Regions from separate parts of the Mus musculus genome. Here region 1 is linked to region 2. A link is a contact called in public promoter capture Hi-C data. All regions are on one chromosome and are shown on one strand. The core of a region is the stretch at or near the end of the contact, and the rest is flanking DNA. Distances in the headings are between cores, read along the strand shown.

Region 1 (6,567 bases), core at 1,662-4,161, 550 kb after region 2:
ACAAAGACCCAACAAAGAAAGAAAACTTCAGACCAATTTCTCTTATGAATATCAATTCAAAAATACTCAATAAACTTCTAGCAAACTGAATCCAAGAACACATAAAAAACATTTTTTTTTGTCAACTTGATACAAGTTAGTGTCATCTGAGAATAGAGAGGCTCAATTGACAAATGCCTCCATCAGATTGGCCTGCCTAAACAAGCCTATGTAGCATTTTCTTGATTAGTAATTGATGCAGTACAGCCCACAGGGTAAAGTACTGCCCCTGGTTAAGGTAGTCCCGAACTGTATAAGAAAGCAGGCTGAACAAGCCATAGAGAGCACATCAGTAAGAACACTCCTTGATTGCTTCTGCTTCAGTCACTGCCTCCAGGTTCCTGTCTGGCCTTGCCTTCATAACGGACTGACCTACAAAATGAAATAAACCCATTTCTCCACAAGTTGTTTTAGTTACGACAGCAATAGAAAAAAAAAAAAATCATGGCCTGAGTTCAACTTATAACCCCTCCTCATAACTTGAAATTTTTGCTTCTTTCTTTGTCCCCTCAAAAAAATTTAGCGAATGCCCCACCAACTGTGGTGGTGCAGTTCTGTAATCCCAGCACTTGGGATGCTGAAGCAGAAGGATGACCATGAGTTTAAGGTCTGCCTACTCACAGTGAGTTCTAGCTCAGCCTGGGCTAGAAAGAGACCTTATCTCCAAATAAGAAACAAACAAACAAGCAAACAAAAGGGTTCTGCCTGTACAATGTGGGAGACATTTTAAGGTCAGTGTTTTGTATAAATATAGTTTTAATTAAAAGATAAAGACAAATTATTTATAAGCATATTTCATTTTTTAAAAAAACGATTTTGCTGGGCACGACAGCATACATCTTTAATCCCAGCAATCAGGAAGGACAAGTGAATCTCAGATTTGAGTCCAGCCTGGTCTACACTGTGAGTTCCAGTGTAGTAAGAGCTTATCTCAATAACTAACTAAACAAAATTATACATACATACATACATATATATATATATGCCTGTATGATATCAATCTAAAAACACCTAGATATATAGGATTTAAGACTTAAGAGCAGAAATAAGAACTTTCATATAATCTAAACCATAGTAATGATGATTGATTACAATTGTGAGTTTCAAATCACAGTAGTTCTCTTTTAAAAAACAACGCTGTGGTAAATGGGAGAGGAATACAATATATCTCACAGCACATAATACTCCTTTGTTTCAGGGTACAGAATGACTTCTATTCACTTTCAGTACTTCTGTTGCATCTGGCACTGCCAACTCCAGGTCATTTGAAGGGACTTTGTACTTCTATACTTCTGTGTCAACTCCTAACACTTTTCTTCTTTCACTAGCCCAGCTTTTCTATTGAGTTCTCTGACTTTATGTCTTTCCTCAATCCTTCCTATCAAGGCCAGTAAAATGTACAGGGCTAGAGCAACACCGACTCAGTCTACCAGGATGTGAGACAAGGGTCTGCAGAGATGTCATAGTCACTACCATTTTCTGTGAAAGGAGGTTTTTAGCTCCACAGCAGCTCATAAACTTGAGAAGTATGTACCCAAAGCATGTTTGTTTTCTCAAAATGCTAGATTTTAAATGGAAAGTATTTAGCCACAGAGAATTAAAATCTATTTTAAAAAATGATTTATTATATTTAGAGGCTAGAAGGTGTCAGATCCCATGGAGATGAAATAAAAGGTGGCTGTCAGCTGCCAGGCAGAAGTGCTGGGAACCAAAACTTGGTCCTCTGAAAGAACAGCAGACACTTGTAACCACTGAGCCATCTCTTTAGCCTTTATGAATTAAATGTTTTCTCTATTTGTTCAAGATACTATGAACTTAAAATAGGAACTAAAAATAATGAGACTAAGAAGAACAAAAATGTCTTTTTCTTAATTTTTTGTTCAGTTTTTTGAAAGAGTCTCCCTATGTAGCCCAGGCTAGCTCTGATCTTCCACTATTCTTCCCTCAGCTACTAAAGCTCTGGCATGCACCACCATGTCCATCTCCCCAAGCTTCTTATTTGGAAAACATTCTACTTTATAAAGTACTGAGAACATAAACATCTGAATTTATTACATGCAAAAGAGACATGTTAAGGATCCCTTTCACCCATTTATAAATGACACTAAAACAATTCAAATAAAAGTATTCAAAAGTAGTATTTCTCAAGTTAAGGTGGCTTTCATTTTCCCTAAGAAAAACTAGAAAGAAGCCATATATAAAAATGTCTTTAGTTAAACCAGAGCTGAGAATTGACCTTGTTCTTTGTTAGTCAAAAAGAATATTTTCTCTTTCATGTATACAAAACTGACTGAATTTAATCTATCCTATACTTAACTATATATGGTACTGAGAAAAACATGTGAACTCCAGTAGTACTGGGGAGGGGGGATTTATGTATTTTCTATCCTCTAGTATACTGTTCTGTTTTATTTTGCTCTGTTTTGATGAGTAGCTAGTTAGGTGTAAAGTACTAATGGCACTTTTCCATGCATATTGTCGTAGCTCAGTTTTACTTTAAAAAGGCATTTCATTGTTACTTCAAAATATACTTGTACAGTTTTTCTTATGGTATCTGATTTAAATTTAGGTGTTTGCTTTGGCCTTGATACTACAAGTTATTTTACTAAATTAATTATTAACAATGTTAGGGATTGAACCTGGGACTTCAGGTATACTAGACAAGCTTTCTACCACTCAGTTATATATATGCCTATCCTAGAATACTTACAGTCTTACATCTCAATCTATCTTGCTACACAAATCATTCTTATTTTCTCCGTTTCTTGGTAATTTCTAGTAATTTCTATGGCATGTGTAATTTGTGTGTGTTGTGTGTCCTTTGTCCTCTCCTCTATGTATTTTATGAGTAATGTGATAGAGATTGTAATGAAACATTAACTTATTTATCCTGCTACAATCTAGCCCTTACTTCACCACTACACAGAAACTACTATGGATCATTCATATTGCCAAATTCATAATACATTTTTCTACTCTCGTGAATCCTGGCAGCTCCAAACATCATTTGTTCTTAAAGTTCATGAATCTCCTGGCTTTTCATTCCAACAAGAAGCCTCCCATTTTGGTTGTTCAAAGAAGGTTATTCACAGCTTTCTTTCCAAGCCCACTTCCTAAGTTTTCTGCCATTCTTATGTCTGCCATCCCGTACAGACATTTTTTTCTGGATAGAATTTGCCACTTAAGTAGGTTTCTTCTCCTGAGGTGCCTTTCTACACTTTCCATAAAACCTCGCAATGAAGGGAAGTTGTGGAGACATCAGTGTAGTATCTGTACTTTTATTCATTCCATACACCTAGATAAATAGTGTCTAGCTCTGAACTCTTTGACCATCAACCCCTTTCCATACAAGAACATTGCTCCTGGGTTAATATAGGCTTTGCAGCACCTCAGGTTAATTGTACTGATGCTTACTGGGGGTCTTTTTGCTTTTGTTACAGTTAACCCTAGTTTACTCTCTGCCATGCTGCCAGATCTTTCTAAGGTATTTCTTGTCATTTCCTAGCTTTAGGTCTTACAAAAGTTCCTTGCAGATCAGGATAAAAACCAAATTTCTTGGCAAAGTAGAAAAAGCAAGATTTTCTGGGTCTTCATTAGTCTTATCTCTGCTATTCCCTTACAGTCATCTTATGATCTAACATGGGACTGCACAGTTTTCCAAGTAAGAACTTTATCACAGGCAGTTCTAAGACTGCAAGGTATAAAGCTGTGATATTAAACTGTTCCTAGGACTACTGCCCATTACTGGTTTTGTTGTTTGTTTACTACTTTCATGCTGAATTCCCTTTCTCTTTGGTTACCACACCATAGAGCTGGCACAGCATTTCTTGAAAGGGAAAGAGAAAACTGAACAGAGACTGGTTTGTAACTAAGTTGAAGTTACATCCAACACAGGTTCAGTACCCAAAATATACATACCCCCACTCTCACCCCCCCCCCACTGTCCAAAGGACAAAACAACACCCAAAACCCTGAGACCATAAGAAATGAACCATGAAGGATGTGAAATCTAGATAGAAAACATCATGGCATTTCTGAAAACCCAGTAGCACTTAAACTTAATACTGAATTATGAAAAAACAAATGATCTTAGAATTTTTAACATTTTGTGGTTTTACCTAAAGCACAAGATGACTGTGAAAATATTATAAGACAAAGGCTATGAAAACATTACTGAAAACAAACCTATAAACATTCAATCACTGCTTCCTTTAAATTAGAAGGCTAACATTTTCTGAGTATGAATGACTCCATATATGCCTGATGAAGGCATAGACAGAATATTAATATGGACATCATGCCACTGTCTTCTGATAAGACCTTAAAAGACTTTAACCATATTCTCTAAATCTCTTTGCTTTGAAAGTATTCAGAGATTTCATCTAAAATTTTAACACCAAAAATATTAGTAACCAGGTATTTTATTAAGTTTATTTAAAATTTGTGTAAGTATTTAACTCCTATTATATGTTAGTGCCTCTACTTGTTTAGCTATCTCAATGGTCCCTAAGTTCTATTTTAAAAATTTAGCAAAAATCATATAAACGGAGTTTGTGGTAACCAAGTGAATTTCTAAGTTGTCTAGCCTTTTTGAGGTCTATGAAAACAATTCTTGCTGGCGCTCTAAGTAAGGAAATAAAGAAGACCATTAGGGGTTTAGGGACTATGTTAAAATGTGTTGTAGTCAGACATTTGTATTTTGACATTTCTTGAATAAAGCCTTTTCTTTTTAAAAAAATTATATTTATTCCAAACCAAAAGGAAAGAATAAATAGGTTCTATAATAATTAATTAAAAACCAGATGGTGGGGGCTAGAGAGACAGCTCACCTAGCACCCACAGATGTCTCACAACTATCTCTAACTACAGTTCCAAGGGACCTGATTTCCACTTCTGTTTCTAAAAAAAATGAATGCATGTGATACACAGATATATATGCAGGTAAAACATCCATACAAATCAAATAAAAATAAATCTAACAAAACAAAACAAAGAAATGAAAAACAAAACCTGGATAGTGAAAAGCATCCTTAGTCACATTCTAAGACTGGGTTACATTAATCATACATCATTAATCATCATGGAAAGGACTGATCGGCAGGTGCAAACTCTCCATTCAGGTCAAAAATTTTATACGTATTCCATTTGTAATTTCTCAGATATTTTGCTGGCAGGAAAAATATTGCAGTATCAAACATATTATTAGAAGATTATTCTTTTGTAGAATTGTAAATAAAACAGTATAAAACACTAAAATGTAATTAAACCACAGTATTTAAACTCTCCCATTTCTACAAACAAAGCCCCAAACTATTTTTAATCATGTGATGATTTAGAAAACGGGTTCAGATATGATGGAGCTGCACTTATGGGTGAGTACTAGGAACTGAACTGAGGTTCTCTGTAAGAGCAGCCATGCTCTTAACCACTGAGCCCATCGCTCCAGTTCAGAAACTCTTTCTTGAAAATAAGTTTTATATCACAAAATAAGATATGGAATTAGATAAAAAGACAGTTAGATAAAAAAGTAAATTTGTAAAGACCTGTGAAGATGAGTGAGGGCCTACTGCTTTTTATTATCCTTCCAAAATGCTTACTGTATGATTCTGGCACTTCATTTCCAAAGGAATACAGAGAGGCATATGACAAAAAAATAATTTTAAATATTTAGTTTACTTTAAAAACAGGTTAGTTTAGTGATTTGATCAATTCTTAATACTTAAATCTATAAGCAATATTCTCCATATTAGAAAGCAACAAAATCACCATTAAGTATTACTTACATTCCAAATCGCAATGTTCCAGAAACATATGTTTGCCAGTGTGCACAATAGAACATGAATGTCCCAGCAAAACAACAAAAAAACATCCAGTCAGGATTTGTCCCAAGTTGTACTGCAATACAAGTTCCAAGAACCACAAAAACTGCAGAAGAAAATGAGAATGAAAACTAAACGGAATCTATAGAGCTGAAAATCACCTTAGATGAGATACAGATAATCTCTTTTCAGTTATGTGATATTTCTGTATTTTTTACACCATAATTTCAACGACTTATTTTCTTTCTTTCTTTCTTTTTTTTTTTTTTAATGATTTTTTAGGTCATTTAGCTGAAGCAAAGTTTTTCAAAGCAACTAAAACACTTGAACATGTTTTGAGAATTCTCCTTACTTAGGGATAGCAGTGCTAACTGAGTAGTAAAAGGTGTCAGGGTGCTGCAGGTGCTACCAAGCACATACCTATCTCAGCACTCAGGACGCTGAGGCAGGAAGAGTTCAAAGCCAGTCTTAGTTACACTGGGAGACCATGTCTCAAAAATATAAAATAAAGTACAAATAGGAACTTGAGAGATGGTTCAGTGGTCACAACCTAGCAACAGGGGTCTAATTTCCTCTTCTGGCATCTGAAAACAGCTATACTGGGTTCTCATGCACATACACACTTGATTTAGAAAACAAAACAGGCAAAGACCACCTCCTGAGAAAAGCACAAGCCATTTAAGCAGAGAGAATCAAAAACAAAACAAAA
Region 2 (6,771 bases), core at 2,979-5,478:
TAGCTTTAAGCCCACGAAGTAAATGTGAATAGAAAAAGACATTTTTAATGTCTGTGTATTGTGAAGGCTTAGGGCATCTAACAATCCATGTGTGGAAGAAGCTAAAGACAATTTGTATCTAATCAACATTTGTATTGAGTTGCTTATTGCTAATAAAGATAATGTTGGGGGTGGGGAGTTTAGAACTAGGAAATTGCTTTTGTTGTTGTCTCAAGAACTTCATGTCCCATGGTGGGACTCATGTCTCTAGCTGCATATGCAGCAGAGGATGTCCTAGTCAGCCATCAGTGGGAGAAAAGGCCCTTGGTCTTGTGAAGGTTCTATGCCCCAGTATAGGGGAATGCCAGGGCCAGCAAGTAGGAGTGGGTGGGTTGGGGAGCAGGGAGAGGGGGGAGAGGAGATAGGGGATTTTTGGAGAGGAAAAAGGGATGGGGATAACATTTGAAATGTAAATAAAACTAATTACAAAAAAAGGGACTTCATGTCTAATCTTTAGAGTACTGGAAATAGGAAAAATCGGATAGTAAGCAAGGTAAGTAGGCCACTGTTGAGCATCCAAACACATTTCCTTGTGAGATTTTAGACTTCTGTGAGGAAGCATAGGTATTTTCATTGTGTGGACATAGCATAGGTGCAGCCCAAGGGGGCTGAAGAAGGAATTCGCTTCTGGAGAGGAGGAATAACTGGTAAGTTAGAATGACCACAGTGCATGGTCTTACAGTCTTTGATGTGGTCCTCCACTTACTGTGGGTTACTTTGATATTCTGCCATTCTGTGTGTAAGGAATGAATTGTCAAATTCAATGGCTCAGTAAACAGTTCTGGTGGGAGCCAGCCACTGATTGTTTGAAAACTCACTCCCTTGTCCCTGTTGTGTTAGACAAGCATTTCATTTTGGAGGCATTGTGCTAAAAGCATTAACAATTAGTTTCAAATGAAAAAGTTCCACTCTAGTAGTAATTTCTCTAGAGTGGATTCTCAGCAATGCAATGAAGACTATACTTAAGAATGTATTTTACATCTACATGCTAAGCCTCAGTTCTACACATACAACTTAACAGAAATCATTTGACACTGGCCATGCTTAATAAGCTGGGTGTGTTTGGTTCCAAGGATATGTATTTTCTTACTCTAAAGGCAGATGACATAACTTTTGAACCTAAGAGGTAGTCCTGGATCCTTCAGTAAAGAGCTTACATCAGCCTGGGTATGAGGGCCTGTCTCAAAAAACAATAAGGACGTGAAACAACTGACTTTAAAATTTGGTGTTATAAAAGTCTTAAGGAGCAGTGATGTGCTCTCAGAACATGTCAGTAAAAAACAACATGATCTGCGAAGACATTGCTTTGTATGATAACACTTTCTAATGCAATAAACATTCTCGATATGAAGATAAGAGGTAAAATTCTTGCTTAGCCAACAATCATCTTTTATAACAAATAGTGGGAAACAGACCAGTTTAAACAGGTTATTGGCTAACAAAGAAGTGCTCATTCAGGGTTACTGTGAATTTTTTAGGTCAGTTTTTTTTTTTTTTTTAACTGATGGCTTTATTTCCTCAGTCCAGTTGTCCCCCTCCCAGTCCCTTCTCCCACAGTTCCTCATTCCATTCCTCCTCCACCCCACCAGGCCTTCCCACTCCCTGGGGCTTCTAGTTTCTCTAGGATTAGGTACCATCTTCCACTGAGGGCAGACCCATCAGTCCTCTGCTGTATATATTAGGGCCTCAGATGAGCTTGTGTATGCTGGTGGTGGCTCAGTGTCTGAGAGATCTCAGGGGTCCAGGTTAGTTGAGACTGCTGGTCCTATGGGATTGCTCTCAGCCTTTTCCAGCCTTTCCCTAATTCAACCACAGGGGTCCCTGACTTCAGTCCAATGGTTGGTAAGTATCTACATCTGTCTTAGCTGCTTGTTGGGCCTCTCAGAAGACAGCCATGCTAGGCTCATGACTGTAAGCACACCACAGCATCAGTAATAGTGTCAGGTCTTGGAGCTTCCTGTTGAGATGGATCCCAAGTTGGGCTGGTCACTGTTACCAACCCTCAGTCAAAAATTCTGACCCAGAATTGTTCCTGTCTAAACTGCAGCTACAAAACTGGAGAAGAAATGTCAATATTCTTGAGAATTTTGTAGTATTTACGCAACTGATTAAAGCATGTTTCCACAATTTATTCACAATGTCTCCAAAGTTTGAGTCAAATGTTTTACTGAAACCAAAGCACTACACGATTGTGTTTCTGCCTTCATCTCCATTAGTTTAATGAAATATGAGGAGTCATGATGCCTTGGGGAAGTTTTCAGTTATCCAAGTAAGATATATTAGTATTTTCCCCCCATAAGAATAGGCTAAATGCTAAGAAATATTTTCTAAATGCCAGTAGATGTGTGACATTCGCATCAGCTGTCCCCCCGCCACCCAAGGCCTGAAGGAACAAGATTGTGAACAGACAGAGCACACTGATTTGCAGTGTAATCCCCATTTAACATGACAATTCTCAACCACTGTGCATACAGAATCAGAGCTGCCAGCTTTGGGGTATGGTCACCCCTGAATTAGTCAGAGGTCATTCCTGTTCTGTCTTGGCTTTCTTGGCACCATATACCTCTGCATGTGGAGAGGTTAGGTACAGATTGGCAGGCAGATTACATTGAGAGCTAGTGCTCCTGGCAGCAGTGTAGTGGGGCACCTCGGTCATGCAGAAAGTCTCAGAAGTAGAGACCAGCATTTTATGTCAAGGTTTTAAAAGAAAACCAGCAGCGCCTCAGGCCATGAGTTAGAGGGACCCTGACAACATTGAGGCTCCAGAAATCAGATGTACCAATAGTTTATAGATCCGGTTGCAAAGTCATAGACCCAGTAACAAGAACTGGAGCACAGGAATGGTGACTGGGATGCAAGAGGAGCATGCATGGTCATTAGAGTGAAAAGGCATTAGGCGTCATTAAGCCAATGCTACTAGGTGTTGCCAATCCTGACTTATGTTGGCCTTGGGGGTACTTGCTGATTTAGGTCAAAAGTGGGATGTGGGAATGGATGGTACACGAAACAGATAGGACGAATGGGGCCCCAGGGATGGTACGTGCAGGAAGGGGCTCTAGGGTCTGTTCGATAATAAAGCCCACACTCACACACCCATGTTCTACATATTTTGTCTTTGTTCTTTGGTACCCAAATAAACTACTGGTTTAAAAATTATGAGGTTTCTTGCTTATTTCATCCCACAAATGAAGGACAAATGTTCAACAGATTTGACCACTGGGCACTGTTTTCCTTTCTCCTCCATTGCCCTGAGATCTGCTTAGTACCCCCTATTATAGATGCTCCATGTACAGCAGCATCTGTCTTAGAGAGGCTACACAGTCTGAGGCCATCTGGAACAGAGAAAGAAAACCAATGAATCAAAGATACCTGATTTATGCTTTAAAAAAACAAAAACTTTTCATGATTGTAGAGTTTCTTTAAAATTGGTTCTTGGGTATTCATATACCTGAGGCTCAGGTCACCTCATAGTTGGCTCATATGTTCGCCCAGTAGACACTGGGTCTGAACTCTGTCATGTAGAAAACATATAAAATGCTGTTTTAGTGTGTTTACTTCACCTGTTCAGAAGTGTCAGTATTTGCTTTTGAGCATCCTGCTCTTTTGAGCAACTTGCTAATGACATCTGTAAGTAATTAAACTTATATTTTATGCAAACCATAGTCTTCACATCTCTTTAGTTTTCATAAATTCCTTCGAAGTAAGAACAAACTATATGTGGGAAACAGGCTTTCTTTTATGTGTGGAAACTTTGGGGCTCAGTAACTCATCCAAAACTATAAAACTTCCTAAATAGCCAAAAGCCTTAGTCCAAAGCCAAAGCTTTGAAACTTTCTGATACAGTTTTCCTGATAATCTTGTATAGACTTCATCATGTCCTAGGTCTCCTCCATCTCAACTGCAGAGCTGGATACCAGGAAATGGGACTGATTGCCAGACAAGTCTCAGGGCTACTGCATTTGTTTTTGTTATAGCCTGTGGTGAATACTCACTCCCTGCTAGTGTCAGGTCAGGGATATTGATTTGTTGGCTCTGAGAACTACAGCTGTTCTGGAGAGAGAGTTCAAGTTGTCAGCGGTCATTGTGACTCTTGAATCATTGTTTCTGGCGTGGTGCTTACGTGTAGCTGACTCCATGCTGCAGGTGAGCCAACTCCTATTAAAGAGTCTTGAGCTTCATCACCAGAGCTACCAGGCAGTTGAGATGGGGAGGCTGCTGCTGCTGGCTGGTGAGTGTGACAGAGCCTAGCAATGACATAGTCCAGGAGATAGCAGTTTGTCTTGTCTCTAGTGCCTAGCAGAGAAACCTGGGGCTTAGGGAGCTGGATTATGTGAATGTGGGGTAGAAAAGAAAAGAAAGGCACCTGTGGAGGAAGGGGCTGGGCAGTAGTTCTCCAACCTGGTGGTTTTCATGCTTGGGCTTCATCTTGGACCAGTTAATTTGAAATTTCTGATGAGAGGGCTATGATGTGTATGTGCGCACGTGCGCGTGTGTGTACGTACTTTTGAATTTGTAGCCAGAATTGAGAATCACTGGCCGAGAGCTTTAGCACACACTTCTAACCATCATTGTCCCTATGCAAAGCAGGTACATGTAGCATGCGATGTGCTTTAGAAAAGGAGCTTAGACTAGTTCCACTCTGTTAGCTTTGGAGGAGAGGAAACCAGTGACTGATGCATGTCTCTATTTGTGTGTCTACATGTGTACATGGTGCTGAGCTGGAGAGGGCACTTGCTAACTGGAGGGTGTGTGGAGTGTGCACTCTGCATGTGTGTATATGAATTTCTTCATTTCCTGCAGGGCTGGTTCTTCTGATGAAACACAGTGATGGTGAGGAAACCACTTCTCCTCCAGAGCCAGGGAGATTCTCTGGCTAGGAAATCTCTATTCAGCGTCTCCTGAACCTCTGCCTGTCATGGCTCCTTGGCCAGAGGTTATTAATCCAATACAATCCAACACAGGACTCTGGTTATTTGCTGTTTGTATGTATCCTTATGTGCCAGGATCTACTCTCATGAGGCATTCTTTCTTCTCTGGAGCCTCAGCAAAAGGTCAGGATGTCTGGGGGCATGCATAAGCAGCTTTGGTGTATGTTTACGGGGGATATGGAGGCTGTTACAGTGGCCTGGTCTCTGATTAGGCTTGTTGACTCACTCTACTGTCAAGAATCTGAGTTCCCTTCTTGCCCCATGATCTCTGCTGATTAATACTTGCTCTTCTTGCCAGGTACTGCCTACAAACTGGTGTGCTATTTCACCAATTGGGCACATAGTCGGCCAGGCCCTGCCTCCATCATGCCCCATGACCTGGACCCCTTTCTTTGTACGCATCTGATATTTGCCTTTGCCTCAATGAGCAACAATCAGATTGTGGCCAAGAATCTGCAGGATGAAAACGTTCTCTATCCAGAGTTCAACAAACTCAAGGAAAGGTATGTTAGATGTGTACTTGAGTTCTCAGATTTTATAGCTTGAAGGAGATTATGCCCACAACTCTTATTACTCTTAAAATTTCCTGGTTTTTCTAATTCAATTTTCCCTCAAATGGGGATCTGAGTACCTCTGACATAAGAGCTCTCCATTGACCTGAGCTCCTCCTTGCCTTGATGACTTGGTAGTGTTGCCTCTTCCTGAGTGTCTTCACGCTCCTTTCTCCTGGGAAACTTTGGCTCACCCTTTGAGCCCAGTTGTGAGGAGTTAATGCTGCTAATGTGCTTCAAAGAGGTCCTGAGAATCACAAATACTCAACAAATGTTAAAGTTCTTGCCTCTTGCAACTGCCAGGCTGTGAGTTTTCTTCTAAGGGGAGCTCTTTGAACACAGAATAGTTAGGGCATACACAAAGAAGCTGATGCTCAGGAGGTGCTGAAGTGTTTCCTGTCTGGCGCCTGTGGGTTCCTTCTCTGCCCAAGGGAAGGTCTGTTATTATATTAATAGAGAGTGATGGGCAGGTCAAGCTCCCAGGAAGTGGGATGCTTGTCTATGTGTTTGCTGTTGTGTTTCAAGCACTCAAAGGCACATAATCATTACTCAGTGAATATTTGTTGAGTAAGAAAACAAATGGCTAGAAACGTTCTAGACTTGTCTCTCTTTTATGGAAAAATTATGGAGACGTGGAGGAGCTTGGGCCACTTTGTAGAGTCTTGATGCTCAGAGCTGTAATGGTCTTTGGGTTGATCAGTCTCCTCTATTTTCTTTTCTACTGTGATCTTCTCCACATACTTTCTCCTATTCTTTTCATATCCCCTACTCCATTCCCATGGTTTTCCCAAAAAAAGAAAAGTAAAAGAAAAAGGAGCAGTGACTTAAGGTGTCCATAGCGCAGGGACCTGTTTACCCATTTTCTCACCTACATTCCAGGAACAGGGAGCTGAAAACACTGCTGTCCATTGGAGGGTGGAACTTCGGCACATCACGGTGAGCTATTCTGTTGTTGTCTTCTCTCTGGGAGATAGAGCAAGATGGGCTGGAAGTGAGAATAATGGTGTGTGTTTGTGTATGTGTGTGTTCCCCAGGGTTGTGTGGAAAAGCCAGATTGAATATAAGGGCAGCAAAGCCCGTATTGGTACTTTCTCAAGTCCTGCATTCAAGGGACCCCTTTCCACAGAGGGTCATAGGATTTTGGAAAAGAAGGTCCCATATGTGGTAAGAAAAGGGATAGGTAAACATGAGAGGCAATATGACACATTGAGGGCCAAGAGTGTAACACAGTGGTAGAGCCCTTACTGAACATA

The links. Promoter capture Hi-C pulls out the DNA fragments that hold promoters and counts their contacts.
Region 1: a contact with region 2 is called in a promoter capture Hi-C map of liver. The contact joins the enhancer-like site here to the promoter of Ovgp1 in region 2. A contact is called at or near these places in 10 of 39 promoter capture datasets (the 3T3-L1 cell line, 3T3-L1-derived adipocytes, the C10 cell line and 6 more), 1 of 484 Hi-C or Micro-C datasets (olfactory sensory neurons) and 2 of 9 other capture datasets (adipose tissue and embryonic stem cells).

Annotation. Positions count from the first base shown.
Region 1 is chr3:106,525,315-106,531,881 of GRCm38.p6, forward strand. Cept1 (choline/ethanolaminephosphotransferase 1) reads right to left here. Exons shown (of 9, transcript NM_133869.4): 4 at 5,823-5,964. Among named protein-coding and RNA genes, the nearest start is that of Dram2, 19 kb to the right of the region's middle. Within about 2 kb of position 2,912, at least 10 of the 459 cell types and tissues checked have an H3K27ac peak or open chromatin away from gene starts, as enhancers often do. A contact at or near this core is called in liver, where this site is marked.
Region 2 is chr3:105,969,574-105,976,344 of GRCm38.p6, forward strand. Ovgp1 (oviductal glycoprotein 1) reads left to right here and starts at 4,229. Exons shown (of 11, transcript NM_007696.2): 1 at 4,229-4,267; 2 at 4,840-4,869; 3 at 5,266-5,470; 4 at 6,398-6,454. The coding sequence starts at 4,243. Wdr77 (WD repeat domain 77) reads left to right here. Exons shown (of 10, transcript NM_027432.3): 10 at 1-187.